Regions from separate parts of the Mus musculus genome. Here region 1 is linked to region 2. Evidence: chromatin contacts called from public HiChIP or PLAC-seq data. All regions are on one chromosome and are shown on one strand. Each heading gives the region's core, a stretch centred on a gene start, on an enhancer-like site or on the middle of the called end of the contact. The rest is flanking DNA. Distances are from core to core; before and after follow the strand shown. Region 1 overlaps 5730522E02Rik (RIKEN cDNA 5730522E02 gene). Region 2 has its middle 150 kb from the start of 4933427E13Rik.

Region 1 (3,460 bases), core at 605-3,104, 630 kb before region 2:
CTTTTGAAAAGCATAGTGATAGCTTTAAAAAGTGGTGCTGTTTTACTAAATCTCTCATGAGTAGAACTTTGAATGATGTAAGTAAATTACTATTATTTTGCTATAGTTTCTTTCTTTTTAAAATCAAAACAGACGCTTCATAGACATAAGAAACATACAGTGTTTAGATACAAAAGCAAAAGACTACATTTACTAGATTTAATTATAGCCAAGATAAAAGCCCACATAGTTAATTAATATAATTAGATTCTTATCACAAATCAGACATTAATATTTAATTATACTTTGAATTGTAATTGTTAACCTTTCTCTTATACATGTGAACCCACATAGGCATAAGCCTGTGTTAACCCTGCTTTTATCTCATTGATCACTAATTGTTTAGGTGTGCATACACATATAAATAACGACACATTCCAGTTACATAGATTTATAGACTATAACTGCTATAGATCAGGGGTCAGCAAACTCTTTCTGTACAGAAACCGAGAATAAATATTTTAAGCTATGCCAGCTGCATGGTGTGTAATGTAGCTTCTCAACTATACCCTTGTAGCAAGAGGTTAGCCATAGACTATGCATAAATGGATGAGCATGAGTGTGTTCCAATAAAACTTTATTTGTAGACACATTTGAATTTCATAACATCTTTCATTTGTCATGAAATACTATTATTCTTTCAAGTATTTAAACAGGTAAATCCATTTTCAATTTGCAAGTTTTACCAGTACAACCTGAAAGCTGCACTTGGCCAGGAAGCTGTAGCTTCTATATTCCTGTACCACCCAATACTGTGGAAGTCGAGGTCATGCCTTTACTGATTGATGAGCATACAAGTTTTCTGCATCCTACTGTAATCTCATGTTCCGTCACTTAAGGAAGCATAGACTAGTTATATGGGGGACATTATGTGTTAGTTTGAGGGAAGAATCATGGTGCTGTGGTACAGTCACTGTAGGCTGTTTTATTTTTCTTGTACTTTAACATAGCATTAAAGGGAACAACTCAAGTTCCCAATTTTCCCCTCCTCTTGTCATGGATATGTTAGCAGCACATGATGCATGCTAATTATGAAGTTGGCTGTAACGAGAGTTCCTCTTGTGAATCCATTTAAGAACTGATTGTTTACTATCTTTTTCTGTAAGTATAAAATTTTAATTATGCCACTGACAGGAACTGTGCGTGATACAGTGGTCTACATTTATCACTGGGAGAGGGCCAGTTGCAGAGCTGTTTGACTTTGGAGAAATCCTGATGCGTTTGCAATGTTGAGCAGCAGGTGCCACATTATTATGTACAGAAAAGCAATTAGGAAGCATATTGGATGAATGGGGAGTGCATTAATATTAGCGAGTACATTTGTCAGTGGTTTTGATGCGAGTCTTTTTCTTTCCTTTATGCAACATTAAGATTGTGGCTCTCATAAATTCTCCCCTTAAATTGCCATCTGTTCCCTTGTCAGGCAGTAGTGAGGTAGAGAAAAGTTTTCTTGACAAAATGAAAGGAATTTCTTTTATTTAAAAGAGAAGAAAAATGGCCTATAGAAAGTTCTAGAATTGTAGGTTGTGTGGTTCGGCTTTGCCTGTGTTAAGTAATTACCTTTGAATGTAGCATTAACTAGAGAAGCCTTTGATTTTTTACACGTTGCTATTTTTTCCCCACTCATTTCATGTATTTTTAAATTCAATAGGAGAGAGTTATAATTAGATTAATGCAATGACAACCAGCAATTGGCTACTTGGATTAAGAAGTTTCAGAAGGGAGTTGCTGTTTTTCTCTATGGTGCATCTTTCCCATTTCCTGGTCCAGCCCAGATCCTACCCTGCAAGGACTGAAGGTTAATCACTGCCATAGCAGCCTTTTTTTTTTTTTTTTTTTAACTCTTGGCTAGTTATGAAACAAGCAGCACTCAACATAATCACTGCCTCTTCACTTTTAGCTCAATTAGCAATCTCCACATTCCTTCAAAATTCTCTACATAAATACGTTTTATAGCAACCTTATGTTATCTTTGTGACAAACTTCAATGTAATTGATATTAAATTTTCCAAAATTGTCATTAACAGAAAAGGACCAGACTATGCAACTCTGATTAACAGCTTTGTCTGGCTAACTGAAAGGTAATATAATTCCTTTAGCTCCAAATACTTAATTGCAAAGTTTTGCCCCTTAAATATACTCATGCTCTTTTAAAATTTTGATCATCATTAAATTTAGTTTTGTTTTTTGCTTTTATAATGGTCTCTCTCTCTCTCTCTCTGGTTCTTATTTCAGACATTTTCAAAACAGCCTAGAAAGAACAAAAAGTTAACAATAACCCTGGGTGTGGTAGTACATTCCTGTGATTCCAGGACTGGGCGCTTGGGGGGATGGGCTACTGAGACAGGAGGATGATGAGTTCCAGGCTAGCCTCAGCTACAAAGAGAAAACTGGCTGGGATCAGGTGGTAAGGTTCTTGATCTGAAAGCTCCAGTACCTAAGTTGAGATCTTAGCACCCCACATTTGAATCAGTAACGCCAGTGATGGGTGGGGATAGGAGGCAGATAGACATCCTAGGGCTCATCTAGCAGATGGGGTAAGATTTTGTCCAGAGAGATGCTGTCTCAGAATAAGATGTAGAAATGATTGAGTAACATACTCTGATGTGGATCTCTGGCCTCTCACACCCACCCACCAGGAAAGTGTAACCTCTTACACACGTGCACACACACACACACAAAGCCAAATGTAGTTAGTCTTTTATACATGGGCGCACGTGCGCTTGAACACACACACACACACACACACACACACACACACACAGAGGAAATTGTACCCTCATACAGCACACACACACAGACACACACACACACACACACACACACACACACACACACACACATTCATTCTGCAGACACCCACAGAGAATAAAGATAAGACAAGACAAGACAAGAAAAAAGAAAAGTAAGAATCCATGGTCAAAATGAAAAACCAAAATTAAAATCGTGTTAAAACTTATACCTGATATTAAAAGTAACCTTATCTTTAAAATGGGTAGTATTTTTAAAATTAAGTGTTTTTGGATGTTAATAATAAATGTCCCTCTGATTATGGTCACAGAACAGGTGGAATCAACTTGCATATCAAAGGTTCATGGTTGAGGTGCCTATAAAGAATCATGGACTTGGGAGAGAAAAGCATATGTATTTATTTAATACAGGTTTTATGTAGCATAGGAGACTTCAAGAGGAAAGAACGACTCAAAGAAATAGCTATGTCTCTATTTTGCACTGTTTGATGATTGGTGTGCAGTGTGTGTGGTTCTGTTGGCATTAACCTGAGGGAGCCTAGGCCTGACTGCTCAGCCTCACCACTGTGAGTGTGTGTGTTGATGGATGCTGCGTACCTTTACTCTAGGAACAGGGAGACTACCTCTCATATACATATGGATATTTGGAACTGCTTAAGGGAACATATAAA
Region 2 (3,161 bases), core at 317-2,816:
CCAAATTTTAGTCATTTTCTAAGTGATCTAGACTTTGGTTATTTGCAAAAGTATACAGTGGTACTTAAATTTTGTAGAGCTGTCTTAGTTAGATTTTCTATTGATCCTTCTTGGGGAGGGAAAGGGTTTATTTGGCATACACTGTCACTCTATAGTCATCATTGAAAGATACTAGGACAGGACCTCAAACATGGCAGGAACCTGGAGGCAGGAGCTGATGCAGAGACCATGGAGGGGTGATGCTTACTGGCTTGTTTTCCATGGCTTATTCAGCCTGCTTTCAAGTAGAGCCCAGGACCACCAGCCCAGGGGTAGCACCACCCACAATGAACTTGACCCTCCCACATCAATCAGTAGTTAAGATAATGCCTCACAGCATTGCCTACAGTCCAATCTTATGGAGGCGTGTCTTTAATTATGGCTCCTTCCTTTCAAATTTCTTTAGATTGTATCAAGTTGACATAAAACTACCCAGCAGACTGAGCTCTTTGAAAAGGACAATATCCACATATTTTTCTACACAAAACAAACATAATAACATAATAACATCAATAAATAACATAATAATAAACATCAATATTTTGGTTCTTACACTACCTAAAAGTTACCCAAGGAATACGCAAAAGAAACAAAAACATCTTGTTTAGCTTTGGCACTAATGCCATTTAGCATTATGAGATGTTGCAATGTCACCTTTGATTTCAGAGTAAATCTAATTAATTAGTTTAAAGTCCATTAAGGGGAGAAGAGGTCAGAAATCAAGACTCCAGTTGAATCTAGTTAGTTTTCCAGAATGAAATCACTTTATTCAAAAGTTTTATAGTATTATCTCTGGCTATGGAAACATTTTGTTATGTTCCCATCCCTTCTCATTTGTTCTCTTGATCTCCAATAGGCAGAGATCTTTAACTCATATTCCATATGTCCTTTGCATGGACATCTATAGTGTGCTTAAGAGTCAACCAAGGCTATGTAGTCATCATTTGATAGGTGTGTGCTAACGAGGTAAGAAAGGGGCATCTGAATAAGTAGAAAGAAACAGAACACACACATTGAATAATAATTTTAAAGGAAAAGGATTTCTTAGTTTTATGGTCAATATGACAAGGCAACAATCTTATTTGCATGGGATTATATAGTCACCTCCATTAGGTGATTATGATTAATTAAGAAAACCAACAACAGCACATGCCATTACTTTTGCTTCCACAGTCATTACACACATACCTAATTAATATGATACTATAGTAACCAGCTTTCTAGTTGACTCCCATTGTAGTTGCTATGTGCAACAAATCTGGAAAATAAAAGTGATGGTAAATACTTTTGGAGTACAAGTTGTACAGAAATTATTTAATATCCCTGAATCTATTTACCTATATATCAGTCAATCAATCATTTCTGTCTTTCTGTCTACATTGTTATCTTTGATCACAGGAAACACAAAAGCCCACTGCTGGATTATGAGGAAGATCTCCATGAAAGAAATGTAGATTACTAGCAAACAGCTCCTAGAGGCCTAGTTGCTAACCTTCACTTTGTGTGACTCACTGCCAAGGTAGAACCTCTGTTTTTATACTAACCTTCAAATTAGCATAGGCTTAAAAAAAAATGGAGTAATCCAGTTAAGGTCCTTCAAAAAGCTGTAAAAGAAAAAAAAAAGGCATTTGCTGTTTTAATCTGTTAAATTGTAGAATGGGGTGCTATACAAATATAGGTAGATAATTAAGCACAAGTATTCATGGATATTTTCTCTCTACTTTGAGGCTATCTGCAATATTTTAACATCACAATCTAGATAGCCTAGCGCTACCAGAGCACTGCTGTTGGCAGGGGACAAAACCCCATCCCTCCATGTGGTGGTTTGAATATCAATGTCCTTCATTGACTCATATATTTGAATGCTTAGTTAAAAGGGAGTGGCTCTATTTGAAAGAGTTAGAAGGATTAGGAGGTGAGGTCTTGTTGAAGTAGGTGTGGCTTAGTTGGAGAAAGTGTTTCACGGGTGGGAGAGGGAGGCTAGCCAGGGATACCTCCTGCAAATGAAGAATAGAACCAGACTAAAAGAGAAGTACATTACAAGCAAGAAATATGGAAGGAGTTGAAGATCTGAACAGTGCTTTGACATAAGAACTGGAGATGTAGAATTTGGAGTTTACCCATTTGGCTTTTCATCTTAATTTGATCCAGTATTTCCTTGTTCACTTTCCCTCCTTTTGGAAATGTAATGTAGATTATGTGCCATTGTATGCTGGAAATATCTAATCTGCTTTTGAGGGTTGATTTTATAGGAGGAGACAGTTAAGAGATTGATATTTGTCTCAGAGATACTTTGGACTTTAAATGTGTTGAGATTGTAAATAGTTATTGATACTTTTGAAATTCAATTGAATGCATATTTGAATTATGGCATGACTATAAACCTGTGAGCTAGGGAATGGAATGTGGTAGTTTGAATAAGAAAGACTCCCATAGACACTATTTGGAAGTATTAGTAATAGGAGATGTGTCCTTGTTGGATTCAGTGTGCCACTGAGGCTGGAATTTGAGGTTTTTCAAAAACCCAAGCTAAGCCCAGTTTATGTTCTCCTCCATCCCTATGAACTAGGGTATAACTCTCATCAACTGCTCCAGTGCCATGTGTGCTGCCAGGCTTTCTACCATAATGATAATGAACTAGACCTCTAAAACTACAAGGCAGCCCCAATAAAATATGCTTTCAATTATAAAATTGGCTTGGTCATGATGACTCCTCACATCAATAAAACAGTCACCAAGAAACTTGATAGCCAATTTTGAGCAGAAGTCCACAATCGATTATCTGTGTTTCATGGCATCATTTGCTAATGATAAAATTGTTCTGCTACTGGATCTTTAATCCCATGAGTCAACTGTCCACTAGAAGACAGGAACATACAATTCTATGAGTTCAGCAGCAGGTAACTGAACAAGGCACACAGCCTGAGTTAAATGAGATCTGGATTGATAAGGACAGAATTCTTGTGAGTCACTCCATCACAGTAGGGGCGTTTGTGAAGGTATGGAATTCAAATCTTACCGTGAGGCTTGTGTATGTCTTTGGAGCGCACTATTCACCTTTCCAAGATAAGACTAACCCATAATACTTGGTATACTGATTCACATTCTAATCATCTTTCCAG

Evidence for each region. HiChIP or PLAC-seq counts read pairs in DNA pulled down with a chosen protein or histone mark.
Region 1: an H3K27ac HiChIP or PLAC-seq map of embryonic stem cells shows a contact between it and region 2, with 2.4 times the contacts expected there. The contact joins two enhancer-like sites. A contact is called at or near these places in 1 of 115 datasets of contacts at active chromatin or transcription factors (embryonic stem cells) and 1 of 9 other capture datasets (embryonic stem cells).

The regions. Positions count from the first base shown.
Region 1 is chr11:26,098,060-26,101,519 of GRCm38.p6, reverse strand. The region is part of intron 1 of 5730522E02Rik (RIKEN cDNA 5730522E02 gene); the gene reads left to right. Among named protein-coding and RNA genes, the nearest start is that of Mir6372, 100 kb to the left of the region's middle. Within about 2 kb of position 1,854, at least 8 of the 459 cell types and tissues checked have an H3K27ac peak or open chromatin away from gene starts, as enhancers often do. A contact at or near this core is called in embryonic stem cells, where this site is marked.
Region 2 is chr11:25,472,601-25,475,761 of GRCm38.p6, reverse strand. No RefSeq gene overlaps it. Among named protein-coding and RNA genes, the nearest start is that of 4933427E13Rik, 150 kb to the right of the region's middle. Within about 2 kb of position 1,566, at least 2 of the 459 cell types and tissues checked have an H3K27ac peak or open chromatin away from gene starts, as enhancers often do. A contact at or near this core is called in embryonic stem cells, where this site is marked.